Linked DNA regions of Mus musculus: region 1 is linked to region 2. A link is a contact called in public HiChIP or PLAC-seq data. All regions are on one chromosome and are shown on one strand. The core of a region is the stretch at or near the end of the contact, and the rest is flanking DNA. Distances in the headings are between cores, read along the strand shown. Region 1 has its middle 50 kb from the start of Plac8. Region 2 holds the start of Sec31a (Sec31 homolog A (S. cerevisiae)).

What was found. HiChIP or PLAC-seq counts read pairs in DNA pulled down with a chosen protein or histone mark.
Region 1: a FOXA1 HiChIP or PLAC-seq map of pancreatic cancer cells shows a contact between it and region 2. The contact joins the enhancer-like site here to the promoter of Sec31a in region 2. A contact is called at or near these places in 1 of 39 promoter capture datasets (the HPC-7 cell line), 1 of 484 Hi-C or Micro-C datasets (CD8 T cells), 2 of 115 datasets of contacts at active chromatin or transcription factors (effector CD8 T cells and pancreatic cancer cells) and 1 of 9 other capture datasets (liver).

Annotation. Positions count from the first base shown.
Region 1 is chr5:100,618,616-100,626,469 of GRCm38.p6, reverse strand. No RefSeq gene overlaps it. Among named protein-coding and RNA genes, the nearest start is that of Plac8, 50 kb to the right of the region's middle. Within about 2 kb of position 5,314, at least 97 of the 459 cell types and tissues checked have an H3K27ac peak or open chromatin away from gene starts, as enhancers often do. A contact at or near this core is called in CD8 T cells, the HPC-7 cell line, effector CD8 T cells and 1 more, where this site is marked.
Region 2 is chr5:100,412,643-100,420,007 of GRCm38.p6, reverse strand. It overlaps Sec31a (Sec31 homolog A (S. cerevisiae)), which reads left to right and starts at 3,774. Exons shown (of 28, transcript NM_026969.1): 1 at 3,774-3,905.

The sequences.
Region 1 (7,854 bases), core at 4,065-6,564, 200 kb before region 2:
CTTTTATTTATTCACTTTACATCTGGTTCATTGCCCCCCTCCTGGGGACCCCCTTCCCACAGTCCCTGCCCCTATTCTCCCTCCCCTTCTCCTTGGAGAGGGTGGGTCCCTCTGGGTATCTCCCGACCCGGGCACATCAAGTCTCTTTGGGGCTAGGCGCATCCTCTCCCACTGAGACTAGACAAGGCAGCCCAGCTAGAAGAACATATCCCACAGACAGGCAACAGCTTTTGGGATTTCCCCTGTTCCAGTTGTTCAAGACCCACATGAAGACCAAACTGCACATCTGCTACATATAAGCAGGGAAGCTTAGGTCCAGCCTGTGTATGCTCTTTGGTTGGTAGTTCAGTCTCTAAGAGCCCCCAGGGTTCAGGTTAGTTGACTCTGTTGGTCTTCCTGTGGAGTTTCTGTCCCACACAGGGCCTCAATCCTTCCTCCTAGTCTTCCATAAGAGGCCCCAAGCTCCATCCGACATTTGGCTGTGGGTGTCTGCAACTGTCTGAGTCTGCTGCTGGGTGGAGCATCTCAGAGGACTGTCATGCTAGACTCCTGTCTGCAAGCATAAAAGACTATCACTAATAGTGTCAGAGGTTGGTGTTTGCCCATGAGATGGGGAAGACCCACTTTTAACCCTTATCTTTTGAGGTGGGAAGATCCACCTTTAACCTGGGCCACGCCTACTGGTGATATGGAAGAAGGAAGTTTTCGCTCATTGCCTGCTAACTCTCCCTCTCAGTGGCAAGTCCATTCCTTCACTGTAATTAGAGGCTGATTTTTTGGGATATAGAATATGCTGCAGTCCAGCTGAGACATCCAGTGTTGCTGACTGAACAACTACTGGATTCATGGACTTTCCATTGGTAATTGGCCACTCTTGGACTAGCTGGACCATAGCCTGTAAGCCATTCTATGTTCACTCCATAAGTTCTGCTCCCCTAAAAGAAACTCTGGCTAATATAGCCTGACTGGACCCAAACACAATACCTGCTGCATACTAGCTCCCAAAAGACATGAACTCTTTCAGAAGGGGCCTTTCAGAGCACAGCAGTGATTGAAAAGCAGACTTCCTGGATAGAAAGAAAGTCCAGCTCTGACTCTGGCTTGAAACTATGGGCTTGTGGTTTAATGTGCTCCAGTTTTACTCCCTGCAAAGCAGTGTCAAAACACAGAGAATCCTTGTGGGACTGACACATCGAAATATATAAAACATCAGAATAGTGCCTAGGGCATAGTTCCTTGTCCCAGACTCCAGAGAACAAGGAAGGAGCTCTTAGTGCTTGCTGGGCACAGGAGGTCGAGGAGAGATAAGGGTCATGTGATGGAGGATAGGGGCTACAGGGCAGGGCTCTGGGCCTTCACGGGGCTGGTCCTAAAGTTGGCTGTGCCTGAAACTTTTCGGTTGCTTAATATTCTCTGACTTGCATTAATAACAACAACAACAACAAAAAAGAAATGTCCTGAAAGCAGTAACCCAGTGTCTGGGGCTGGAAAGATGGGAGCTGTCCATGCCCTGTGTTGAAAGCTGTGCTTTCTACTTCCTCAAATTCTTCTCACTCTGATTTTCTTCTCCCGCGCCTCCACTACAGAGAAGGTCGAGCTTGGGCAGGAAACGTTTTCTGGATACTTTTGAAGTGTTTAGAGGCTGTGGTTGGGCCCCTGAACTGTTTTATTTATTAATAGCTCCATGAGGATCCTATAGTGCACAGTCTAAGGCACATGGCGAACTAATGGCAATACCCCCACTTTGGAGCACCTCTGGATAAGGTCAAATTCGAGGCAAACATTTGTAGTGTAGCTAACTCTAATAGCAATGCCCTCAGAGCTCGTTCTAGTCAGTACTGACCTTCAAATGTGCTTGGTCCTTTTTTTTTTTTAATGGCGCTGACCCCCCCACCCCCCCACCCCACCCCCCAGAGCACTCTAGTCAGTGCCTGGGCTCACACACGCAGGACTCAGTAATCTTTCTCAGGCAACCAGTCATCAGCTGCTTCATCTACCTATCCCCAGCCTCAAAGCTGAGTCTGACTTGCAAAGAAAATATGACCTGGCCACCCAGCTCCAAAGCATCCATGTTCTCTTTTGCATTACTCCTCAGGCCAGAGAGCTGAGGTCGCCGCCATCTTCGTAACTGATGGCAAAGCCTCAGCACAGGCTTCTGTGTCACACAGGCCTGAGTTCAAATTTTACTCTCCCTGGTTACGAACGGTGAGGCACATGGGCAGTGAAAGGACACGGGGGTAAGCGGTCTTTTCCCTATTCTGTCTCATCAATAGTCCATTCATTAACACAGTGCATGTGTACCAGATGCAGGAGGCTCCTCCCCCACACCAAGCAGTCAGTCAGTGTTTGCAGCCATCACCAGTCGGATAATCCAGGCTGATTCTGACACCACTGAACCAGAGGTAATATCCGATGCCACAGGTACGGATTTGGTACTCCGCTGGTGCTAACGTCCTGAGTTAGTTGGAAGCACAAGTTTGGTCTGTGCATCTAACCAGTTCTTTATAAATTTGGAACTCCCAAGGCCCCTTCCTTGAGTCCCACTGGTTTACTAGAATGGCTCAGAGAATTCAGGGGAGCCACAATATACTGACCTTTTACTTTAATATTCTAATGGTGTTTCCAAACAAGGTGTGTGCTTTGCCTCGCCTCCCAGGTTCCCAGTACAGAGGTGAGTCACCCACCTTTTCAATTTAACAGCCCAGATATAAATTGATTATTATTTCTGCACTGAAATCGGGTAACATTATGCTCTGTGTCACTTATTTTCCATTCATTCTGACAAAATACCCAACCAAGGCCATTTCAGGGGTGTGGCAGGAAGGTTGAGGTGCACACATTTGACCCCAGCATTCTGGAGAGACAGCATCAGGCAGACCTCTGAGTTCAAGGCCGGCCGGGTCTACATAATGAGTTCCAGGACAGCCAGGACTTCATAGTGGGCCCTCGTCTCAATAAAAAAACAAGAAGAATGATCGATAAGGAGCAGAGAGGGGAGCCAGGCGGTGGTGGCGCACGCCTTTAATCCCAGCACTTGGGAGGCAGAGGCAGAGGCAGAGGCAGGCTGATTTCTGAGTTCGAGTTCAGCCTGGTCTACAGAGTGAGTTCCAGGACAGCCAGAGCAACACAGAGAAACCTTGTCTCAGAAAAAAACAAAACAAAACAAAACAAAAACAAACAAACAAACAAACAAAAAGGAGCAGAGAGGGGGGTGCTGGTTCTCAGCTGGAGTTTTCCTTTCTCTCCTTTTGATTCAGCCCCAGAACCCATTGTGTGTGTGCAATGGTGGTGCTCGCACGCATACTAGGTCCTTTCAGTCAGTGTTCTCTGAAAATGTCCTCAGGCACTCTCAGCGCTGCTGTATCTCCTAGGTGGTCCTAAATCCCATAGAGCTGACAGCCCACACCAGGAATCACATGCTGACTCGAAGTCCTCTACTCAGTGGTACGTGTAGATGGTGACCACATCCAGAGGCAAATTCCTCTCTGGAACAAGCAAGCACCAAGCGACCCTTCCCATGTATGCGTCATGTCCGGGAACATATCTCTCTAGTTCATTCTGGCCAGGGAGAACATAACAAAGATGTTTTATGGCGTGACTCATCCACATTTTATATTTGAATATAATAAAATAATACATGACTTACTAGAGCCATTGCTAAAGGGTTGAAAGGCATTGACCTGTACTAAACTAACAGATTTTCGTCAGAGATCCCAGAATAATCATGGTTATGTACAGAATACTGTGTCTGTGTGCCTAGCTCGTGACTCATCAGATGAGTCACGTCTCCTCTTGCCCTAACTGCCCATTTCACCTGCGATGATTTTCTGTTTAATTAGTCCTCCTACCTTCCATACCTGTTCAGGGACTCAGGATAGTGGCCCTCTGATGTCAGTCTTACCTTGAGGACCAGTCCAAAGTGACGAAACAATTACCACTGACTGTGTTCTTGGTGAACCCCAATCTTTCCATAGCTCCTCTTGTCTACACTCATTAGCCAAGAACACAAAACCCACAACCTGGCTTTGGGTTTCACCAGCTGCTACTCACGATGTCATTAGCGTCTTGACCTTCTTGAAGCAAAGGGGTTGGAAGGCCTCTTTGTTTCCGGAAGCAAGTCACAGAGATCAGAATCGCCAAAGTGGGAAATCCCCCTTCACATTCCTTACCACTAGCATTTTGAAGGAAACTCTTCCCTCTCCCACAACCAAATAATCGCCTTAATAGTCTGTTAGTTGTCTAACAAAGTTGTCTGACTGTTCACTGAAAAGGGCAAAAAGCAAAAAGCCAAAAAAAAAAAAAAAAAAAATCCCCAGACCAAATCTCTTTGGATGCTTCATAACAAAATGGACAAACTGTTTTCTGACACCACTGGCAAATGAATGACTTCTAGCCCTCAGGGCCTGACAGACATGCCATTTCAGTTCAGACATGAGGTTCTCACCAGCTTCAGTGGGTAGGGCCACATTCCACAGATCTTCCAGTCCCTGTAGCCCCATCAGTAAATCTGAGACTGGTAAAGAACCCGCTCCCCCCGCCCCCCCCCCCCACACACACACCGGCAGCCTTGATGAGAGCACAGCTGGTCTGCCCCATGCTCTGCAAATGCAAGATGGGGCCCTCCTCTACTCTGTCACTGCATCTGCTGAGCTCCTGCAGGGGACAAGTAGCTCCACGGAAAGCAAGAGAATATGGGCAACGCCTGAGTCTGGGTTTGTTTCTTCACAGCAACAGTGACCCTAAGTCAAGGCATACATCAGAGTTTCTCAGCCTCGACACCATGGGCAAATACATCCTTGCTGGGAACTGAGCGTGCGGGGCTGCCCTGTGCATTGTGAGCTGACTGTTCGGGGCACCCCTGTTCTGTCCTCACTAGATGTGATATCGCTTCTCTTCCACCACCGCTCTCCAGCTATGGCAGACCATGAGGATAAGGAGAGACTGTGAGTTGGGGGAGCTTGTGGGTGGCCGGCAAAACCTCAGTTCCTGCATCCAGTCACCTCTACGAGGAGTGACTTTGGTAAAAATCCCGCCATCATACCCACATGTTTGTACATTGTGCTGCAGTTCAAGAAAGATAGTGGCATCGAAGCGCTGAAGTCTCAGTGGAATAAAGAATGAGCAAAGAGAAGAGAGAAAGCAGGCAGGGTGCTGTGAGAACTCGAGACAGGATGCCCAGAGGCAGCAGGCAGGGTGGGGTGGTGAGTGCTGTAAAAACTCCAGACACAGGATATGAACAAATCTACAGGGAGGTCAGGATCATCTAAGCAGACCTGAGTTCCGTGGTTTGCGTGTTGGTCTCCAGGTTCTCATGGTGACGTGTATGTGCAAAGGGCTGTGGTGACAAAGCTGACGGGATAAGCTGCTTAGCTGTGTGACCCCTGAGACTCCTGCTCAAGGCAAAACGTGGAGCAGTGAAGCCAGAGGCTTACCCGGGCCTTCTCGTCCAGCAATGTATGCTCAATCCAGGAATGATACCAGAGTGTCCTAGTCTCAGAAATTACTCATGTGGGCGACAGTGGACGAAATGGTCAGGGGAGAGTACTTCCTGCCAAGCCTGATGGCTCTAGGACTACAATGGGGGGAGGGGGAGACGGGGGAGGGGGAGGGGAACTCCTCATCGTAGAGAGTTGTCCTCTCTTACGTTCACAGATATCCCCACCCACAACATGCACAAGTAAACAAAAAAGATATAAACAAGTAAATAAATAAATAAATAAATAAATAAATGCAATAGTAAAAAGCACTTTAAAAACTTACTTACTGGCACTTCCTTTCCATGCCAAACACAGTTATTCCTATTCTAAACTAGTCAATACAACAAGCAAATATGTCTGCTGCTATGTAAATATTTCCATAGAAGGACTAGATATTAGATGTAGACTATTTAAGACACAGTCTAGGGTCCTTGTGAGATGGATCAGTGGTTATAGTATTCACTGATCTTACAGAGGACCGAGGTTCTATTCCCAGCACCCACACAATGGATCACAGTATTCAGTAATTCCAGTTCCAGGGATCAAGGTTCTGGGAACTGAGCCTGTATCCTCTACAAGAGCATCAAATGCTCTTACCCTCTGAGTACCCCTGGTATGTGTTTAAGAGGTGATGTCTTCAACTTACCATATAATGGTTAACCTTGGTTGATAGCTTGCCTGGATTGAGAGACACCTTGAAGATTAATAAAGCATACCTGGGAACATGTTTGTAAGGGTGTTTTCAGAGAGGATCAACTAAGGAAACGTCCTAGTGACTGTTCCATTGCTGGGAGGAGACAGCGGGGACCAAAGCAACTCATAGAAGGAAGCATTTAATTGGATGTTTGCTTGCAATTCAGAGGGAGAGTCCACGACCATCCCCATGGGGAGCGTGGCGCGGACAGGCAGGCATGGTGCTGAGGCAGTAGCTAAATGCTCATATCTGATCCACAAGCAAAAGTGGGGGGTCAAAGAAGGGGATGGCTGGGCCTGGTGTTGGCTTTTGAAGGTTTTACCCCTAGTGACACACCTCCAACCAGGCTAACACACCTCCTAAATCCTCCCTAATCAGGCTACCAGCCAGGAACCAAACATTGAACTATATGAACCTACAGAGACCGGTCTCATTCAAACCAGCACAGGGCAAAGAGCCACCCTGGATGTGGTAGGCACCAGCTCACAGTCCAGATGGAGTGAATGAAGGAGAGAGATGAGAAGGCGCACGATGCAGCCGTTGCTCTCACTCACAGCCTCATCCCCACCGTGAGGTAAACTGATTTACTCCACCAGACACTTCCCACCACAGTGGACTGAAACTTCTGAAACTCAGGGCTGGAACGAACCCTTCCCGCCTTAAGCCGTTTTCCTCAGATATGTGACAGGGAACTGGAGAGCTCTCACGTGGTGCTGCCCAGAGCTGAAGAGCGCACTGCCTGGAAAGTTTAGTCTTGCTCTTAAGCGTTTCACATTTAGTCTACTACGCTCATATCACGTGCTGACTGTGATCAAATGGTAACACTACGGCACACCCGGTCCCGTGAAGGATTCTGAGATGTATGCAACAGGCACATTCTGGAATCAATTATCAATGCTTGCTACATGTGGGACAGTATGAAGATCATACATTGCCACCCTGCATCTGACGCTGCTTCCAACTCCTGCAATCTTGTTTATTTTAAGACAGGGCCTTACTACGTAGTACAGGCTAATCTGGAACTAGCGATGTAACCCCAGTTGGCCTTAAATTCACAGCAATTCCCCACCTCTGTATCTCTTGTGTTCAGGTCACAGGCTTGAGCTACCAAGTTCATCAAGAAGCTGACATCTTTCTTGCTCCTCATGGCTTCTGTAAAGTGTGACCTTGGCAATCTCTCCAAGTATGTTGGACTGCCTAGACTGCTCTATTCCCCACACTCAGGGCAGCGCCCTCCAATCTGCTCCAGAATACAGTGGTGAGGCTGTCTCTGCTGGTTTAATTAATTAATTAATTAATTAAAAACATTGCACCCAGATTATAAGTTTGGACTTCTTTTGCTCAGAGCCCTAAATCTGATACTTATCATCTATTTGCAACCAAGCCAACACTATTCCATTCTGGATTTGTCTTGATGGAAGTTAAAAACCATCATCACATCTTGGCAGATGTGTTTGTCTTGTGTAGATCTTTCTGGTTTTCAGATCTTCAGTTTCACCATGGCAGATTTCCAGCAAACCAGACTCTGGTCTCCACCTCCTCTTCCTCTTCCTTCTTTTCCTCATCCTCTTTTTCCTTTAATGGGTTTTTTTTTTCCTTCTTACACACAGTCCTGGTCGGCTCACCGGTGTTTCCTGACTGTGTGCAGCACCCGGGTGAAGCTGAGCTTCTGGGTGAAGGATC
Region 2 (7,365 bases), core at 2,525-5,024:
CCATATAAGGGTGTGGGGAAAGCTGAAACTCCTCTTTTCCTCTGAGTTAGGGCTCTCCTTCAATCAAGTGGTCAGGGCAACTTTCTGGTGACACCCAAAGGTCCCCAGCAGGGGTGTCGGGGACCAGTGTTCCTGGTCTTTGTAGGAGAGTTTATCATTCCTGCCTGTTAGTTGTGTCTGTAGTATGTCACACTGCCTTGCTTTGTCTGGTAGGGACCTGCTGTCCCCTTTGTCAGGCAGCTTGTCACTTTCCTAGGCTCCTCGGGTTGGCAGCCACTGAGGGGTAGAATCTGCGTACCCAACAGGCTGTACCTCATCCAAACCTCCATCACTTCTTTTTTGCTGCACTGTCTTTCCCTTCTGGCCTGCATCACTGGGACCGAATCCATCTGAGGACTTTATGACATCTCATCCAGTAACTGGAACCCAGGGTTCATGACCTTGTCAGGAGTCTTCCATAAGGTAAAACACCCCTTTAAGAGGGTTGTCCCTTGGATATCGATTGGGCCCTTGATCTCTTGGGGATGCCCTGTTAGTTGGGGTCACTGATTGATCCCCTTCCTCCCCAGGGGTCAGGCCTCTTCTATTGCTGTAGCCTCGGCATTGGGAGGTAAGTTTCTGGAACTTCCTTAAGTGCAATCATTTCTTCACAATACAAATTCCAGTTCTAGGGCTGACTTAACAGTCATGGGCTACTTGTGTTCCTCAGCTCACTGTAGGCTGCTATGTCTTCTCAAGAGAATGCTAGCACAGGCTGAGCATTACCTCCAACTTGTCTTTGTGCCTCTCTCCCACACACTGGCATTATAGGCATGTGCCACCATGCCTTGCTCTTTCCCTCTTCCTCTGTTGTACCCATCTTCTAAAACCCAGTGAAACAAAATAACCAGTTGCTGACACAACGCAGGAGGCTCCTAAGGTTGTCATCTCCTTTCTGGTCACATTTACCCCCTAAAGTCAAAGTGCAACTAGCTTACATAATTGGAGCCCAATGCCCGTCTTGGCAGTTGGATAAAAGCTAGTCATGACTGGTGCTCCTGTAAGGACAGCTTCAAGATTTCATGTAAGGGCTGGAGACATAGCCTAAGGTTAAGAGCTAATGTTCTTTTCAGAGGAACCAAGGATGAACTGACGCCTGGATCAACGTCCACCCGACCTTTCCATAGACACATAGTTAAGAGTAAAAAGATTTCATGCTGCCTGAAGCTCCAGAAGAGACCTAAACAGCCACAACCAGGCCTTTCTGAGGCGCTGCAGGATGTGTGACAGCAATGCCACAGAGAACACTAACCAGTCAGACTTGTTCTTTGCATCGCAGGAATCAAGAGCTGTGTGACAGGCAGCGAGCGCTGCCACCTCTCCCTGCAGTCTTCTATCTGAATGGTGAATTTTACTGACTCTATCCACCACATAGGTGTTTAGTTACCTCCATTCTGGCTTCAATGAGTAGAGTCTGGAAATGAACTTTCTTTCTGAAAGTTTCATTCTCATGGAACAAGGCTTGATTAATAAATTGACTGAGATGAGCTAAAAGACTTGTGAATGGTACTAGGTTTTCCTTGATAGGGGCAGGTGGTCCTTTGCAAACTCTGATATTGTACAACTATCACTTTACCACCAGTCCCCCACAGTCAACCTGGTGGTACAGGACTGAATCCCAGCCACTTAGACAGGTTAGCAAGTTCATGGACAGCTGTTGGTTATACCAGGGATCACTGCCTGTCTCCGTCCCTCTACTGCTGGAGTGACAGATGGTGGCTGCTGCCCTAAGCTGATACATAGGTCCTATCCTCATGCTGGGGTGGGGTGGGCCGGGCCACCATTTTCTCAACTCTGTAAACTTGCTTTTTAAAGTGAAATACATATGTAGAACACAGAGGGGGTGAATAAAAGACATGTCCACTTTCCAGTACTTCTGACTACCAGCTTGTTGCTAGGGATCAAACAGCTTTGTGTATGCTATGCAAAAACTCCCACTATAAAGTATACCCTCAGCATGGAAAGACAAGGAGTCACCATGCAGTTCAGGCTGGCCTCACAATCTTCCTGCTTCTGCCTCAAAGTCCAGCTTGCTGATACCTTGTGTTCAATAAAGAAGCATCACTAGCATTACTTTCAGCCGGGCGTGGTGGCGCACGCCTTTAATCCCAGCACTTGGGAGGCAGAGGCAGGCGGATTTCTGAGTTCGAGGCCAGCCTGGTCTACAGAGTGAGTTCCAGGACAGCCAGGGCTACACAGAGAAACCTTGTCTCGAAAACCAAAAACAAACAAACAAACAAAAATTACATTCATGTAAGGAGTCTATAAGCAAGGTGTTACAGGAGACTTGGGTGTGGTCAACAAGGGTAATAAGTTAGGAGATCTCAGTTCAGTCCAGGTGCTAATAGTTTATGACAAGTGATTTTCATCTGGCTTGAGTTCACTGATGAAATAATCCCACCTTAAATTAAAAGTACAACCAGGCAGCACATACGTTAAGGTTGGGAGCTCTAAGGGAGATAGTTTAAGTGTCTGGGACCAAAGGGTCCCAAACCAACCCCATCTTGTTAAAATGTACAGAAATGTACTAGACCTAGCTTAAGTTGGGATAGAGAATTTCAGCACCTAATTTCTTTTGTTGTTTATGGTTTATTCACTTTTTATGTGTTGAGTGCCTGTATTTATGTATGTGCTTTATTGCATGCAGATATTGCTGGAGGTCAGAAGATGGTGTAGGGTCCTTTAAAACTGGAGTCACAAATACTTGTGCACTGCCGTATGGGTTCTGTGAAATAAACCCAAGCCCTCTGTAAGAGCAGCAAGTGCTCTCAACTGTTAAGCCGTCTCTCCAGCCTTTGGTGGTGGTGTATTTTCTTTTGCTTTTCAAGAAAGGCTCTCTTGCAGCCTAAGGTGACCTGGATTTAGACTAGCCTCGAACTCCTGATCTTTCTGCCTCTACTTCTTGAGTGTGGTGGCATCATATGCATGGGCCCAATTCAGCACCCATTTCATTCTTTTGCTCTACAGACCAGCTTCTACATTTCCAGTTACTGGTTTATATCTTTATCTCTATCTATCTATCTATCTATCTATCTATCTATCTATCTACCTACCTACCTACCTACCTACCTACCTACCTACCTACCTACCTATCTATCTATCTATATCCCTAAACGAAAATCTCAATGCTCCAATCTGAGAGCAACACACACACACACGCTTATTTTGTTCCGGTAGCCCAGGGCGAGTGCTAATAGGTTTGAATACCATGGATAGCTACTGAAATATTAAGAATATGAACTTAATTCGATATACCTCACTCACGCAGCTAAGCCTCTATAGAGTATAAGCCTTTGGGTGTGTGCGACAAAATCACGTAAGTTCTCAAAGGGAAGACGCAAAACCAATAATTAACTTAGCCGAGTCACAAACTGAACCGGTCCTTGCAGCCAGTTTTCGCCCGCCTTGTCTAGTGTGGGTATTGTCGCCAGCAGCTGCTGACGCCTCACAGGAGTGCTACGTGGCGTCCTCGCGGTCACCGCTCTCCTTCCCCGACGGAGACGCCCAGCTCGACTTCCCCTTGATCTACCGCCAAGCGGATGCATCCTGAAGTTTAGGCGCCTCCTCACGCCGCGCGGCTGAATCCTTACCTCCGGCCAGACTAGCCTACCGGAGTGGCTGCTCCCGGAAGTGCTGTCCCGCGGGGTGGGAGGAGCGAGCCGCTGCTCCCGGAAGTGCCGGCTGGCCGGGTGGGCGTGGCGAGTTGCCGCACCCGGAAGTGCCGGCCCGCAGGCGGGGCTGCGGCTGCCACGTTGGAGCGGAGCGTGGAGGTGGCCCTGGGCCGCGGAGGAGGGGCGGCGGCGGCGGATCCGGGGAGAGGCCGACGCTCGCCGGCTAACGCAGGACAGGTCGCTGAGGTCCGCCAGGTGTGTCCGCCGTTTGTTTCCTGCCCCTCGCCAGGTTCGGTGTCCGCTGCCGAGGCCCGAGGCCCGTTCTCCGCTGACGGCGCGCCCCCGTCTCGTTTCGGCCCCGCCGGGACAACGCCTGGAGTCGCAGCAGGCGGGTGATCGTGCCGGTCATCCTCTGCCGACGTTTCCAGGCTGCCCTGCTCGGGAGTGAGTTTGAGGTTAACCTTTCAGTCCCTGTGCACAAAGTGGTGCGATCCCCAAGGGCATGGAAGGGAAACAGACCTCGGGATGATTTCTTTGACTTCACCTAGGTTGAGATTTTTGTGTTAAGTTGTGTTTGAACTGTTGCCAGATTTAAAGGACCATAGATTTGAAAGGAAGGCTACTGTCGTTTAACTAGGACTGTATTATTTAGCGACAGCAGTCGCTAATCACAGCCGGTGCTTCAAAAGCATATGATTTTGCTGCTGTTGTATTAAATTACATTGTGAGGCAGTTGTAAAATAACTGCCTGGACTTGTGGGCATGTAAACTTTTTCTGTGAGCTCGTAGAACTAATTCTGCAGGTCTTCCTGGAAGTTGCAAGAGTTTTTTTGATAGTTCCTCCAAATTGTTAAACTATACAAAGTTGAAACTTGGCTCTTTGTCTACAATTGTAACTCTTATATATATATATATATTTATATGTATAAATAAAATTAGAAGCTCGCTCATGTGACCGTATCCTCTATATCCTGATTATTCAGGAGTTGGATAAAATGTACTGCCCTTTTAAGTAATTCTGTCCTTGTTTCTCTTCGTTACAGCAAACCAAGAAAGGTTTGCAGGGAATAAGAACTTTTGGATAATTTCTATCTTAATTGTGAATGTTACACATTGTGGAGTCTGGAAATGTGAGATTTGCGATGAGATTTGGATTTCACTGGTAAATTTTGTAAACAGGTTTTTTTCCCCCCCTGAAACATGTAAGAGTAGAAAGATATTTGTGAACTGTTAAAGGCAATGGCTATCAGTCTTTTGGCATTTTCATCCCCCTTTGGAAGCATCGGGCTTTTCCTAGAAAAGCATGCGCACACTGTATGCACATACCTGGGTAGGATTTTCTGTGTAATTTCATGAGGTTCAAAAATCCCGCATTAAAGACTTGTCAAGTGATACAGCAAAATTAATTTCTTTTTGTTTCTCCCTCTCTTCTTCCCCGTTTCCTTCATTCTTTGAGATAGGGTCTCTTGTGGCCCGGAGTAGTCTCAGACTTATTGATTAGCTAAGGATGACCTTGAATTCTGACCCTCCTTCTCTAACCTCCGGAGCTGTGGGATTTCAGGCATCTACCATCACACTGGAAGTATTTTCTTTTATTGTAGATTAACTTCTTCTCCTAACATTTTATCTTGTAGATTTATAAGATAACATGCAGTTCTGCAACCGCGGTTGATTTTTTTTTTTTTTTTTTTTTTTTTAAGTTTGGTTGAGTGAAGTGAGCCTGGAACAGCTGATAGTGCTAAGGAGCTTTTGGAGAACAAATATTCCTGTCCTTTGTGAGTTATTCTGCCCACGTGGACCTTTACTAAAAATGGTCCCAGGCTCGGGTTTGCACTCTCCGTATAAGAATCAAAGGTGCTGAGTCTGTCACCTCTGAGGTGTGGGGCAGCTGTTTGCAAGGTTGCTGTTTTTGACAGAATAGTACTGTTGGCTTTCATGTTGCTACATAAAACTTGCAATGTGAAAATGAGTTTAGAACCGCAGAGGTGGCTCATCGGGAGCACACGCTGCTCTTCCTGGGGATCACCAACATCAGGTGGCTCTCAGTCACCTACAAGTCACCTACATATACACAAACACATATGCATATGATTTAAAAATACTAAAAAAAAGTCACTAGAAAGAAGAAAGTTTCTACTTAGTTCAATGTAATTATCATGGAGAGAAAGTGAGTTAAAAAATAGAAGTTCTTGTCTGGAACATAATGTTCCTCAGATGTTAGGTTTTGGGTGGTTTTGTTTTGTTTTTTATTGATGGGAGAAAGGCCCAGGACCTTGGATATTCTAGGTATGCACTGTGAGCTGCATCCCTAACTCTTGCTTTGTTTGTTTGCTTGTTTTTTTAGACCTTATCTGTTTAGCCCAGGCTGGCCCAAAACTGCTGCTCTCCTACCTCTAGTCTCCAGCACTAGGGTTACACTCCTCTGTGTGCCACCTCACCTAGCACGTAGATGTATTCTTGAAGACTTGTTGGGATAGACGGTTTAAATTGTGAATTGAGAACAAGAAGCATCCTTAATGGATAAGCCTTTTCTCCCATCCCTTTAAATTGTGGTTTCAGAATAGTTAGTTAATTGTATTTATTTACTATGAGCTAGACAGTGTCCTAAACATTTAATTCTCACAAGCTATGATGTGGATAGCTTTGTGGGGGAGGAGCAGAACCACAAAGATGCAGTGATGTGAGGGTTGGAGCTGAGACTTAGGCTGAGGTTTCAGCAAAGGGTGTCTGTTCCAGCCTCAGTCTATCACTGCGCTGGAATACTGACTTGCAGATGGTGGGGACGAACTAGCGAATGTCCTCAAAGTCCTCATTTCCTATTTCTACTATGATTATGTTCTGGATGAAATGCTTTTAAATGAATTATGCTCAATGTGAATATAATCACGTAGTATTGAAAAGCTACACAAAACTATAAAGATAGATTGTCATTGAGAAGCACAGATGGCTTCATTCTGTCCCCCATGTTCTAAGAAAGTCATCTGCAATTAAATATTTGTAACAGAAAATCCAGTGAAATTCGAAGCTTAGTTTGTAAATACACGGAGTAGGCTATTCTTGTTTAATTTGACTCATAGCTGACTGCATAGGTGTAGGCCGTCATTGTAACGGGGTTTTCTTTCCATGCAGCTGCACTGAAACTTTGTTCTGCATAGGTTAATAAGAGGAATAGTCTTTACTAGAACTTTGGGCATTAGAGCAAAGAAATAGATACATTAGGAGTGCTTTGAGTTCTGACTTAGCCATTTTATGTCCCCGTGGTTATCTCTGTGTTACACATTAACTAAACATTCAGGAATTAGGTAGCCCTTGGACCTTTGCTGTCAGTAAGTATACTGTAATTCTAGTCAGAATATCTATCTATCTATCTAGAGATTTTAGGGCTCTGTGTGCTTTACTAATGATTTCTAAACCCAAACACCAGCTTAAAAAAAATAACAATTTGTTTTCCTTTTAGAAATTATTCTGAAATTAACTTCTACCCACTCCTTGCTAGTGTTTTTTATGAGATTATATAAGCAGTTAAAAATTAATAAAAAGGATTTATCTGACACTTTTTTTTTAGCTTATCTAGGTCATTAGTGCATTTGTTTCCCCTTGTATATAATCATAAGAAGTTAAAACAAAACTTCCATATACTTTTTCCATACCTCAGAACTTGCTCCGTAGTGAAGGAAAGACTCAGATATGTGACCCTTCCTTCCTTCCTGAAAAA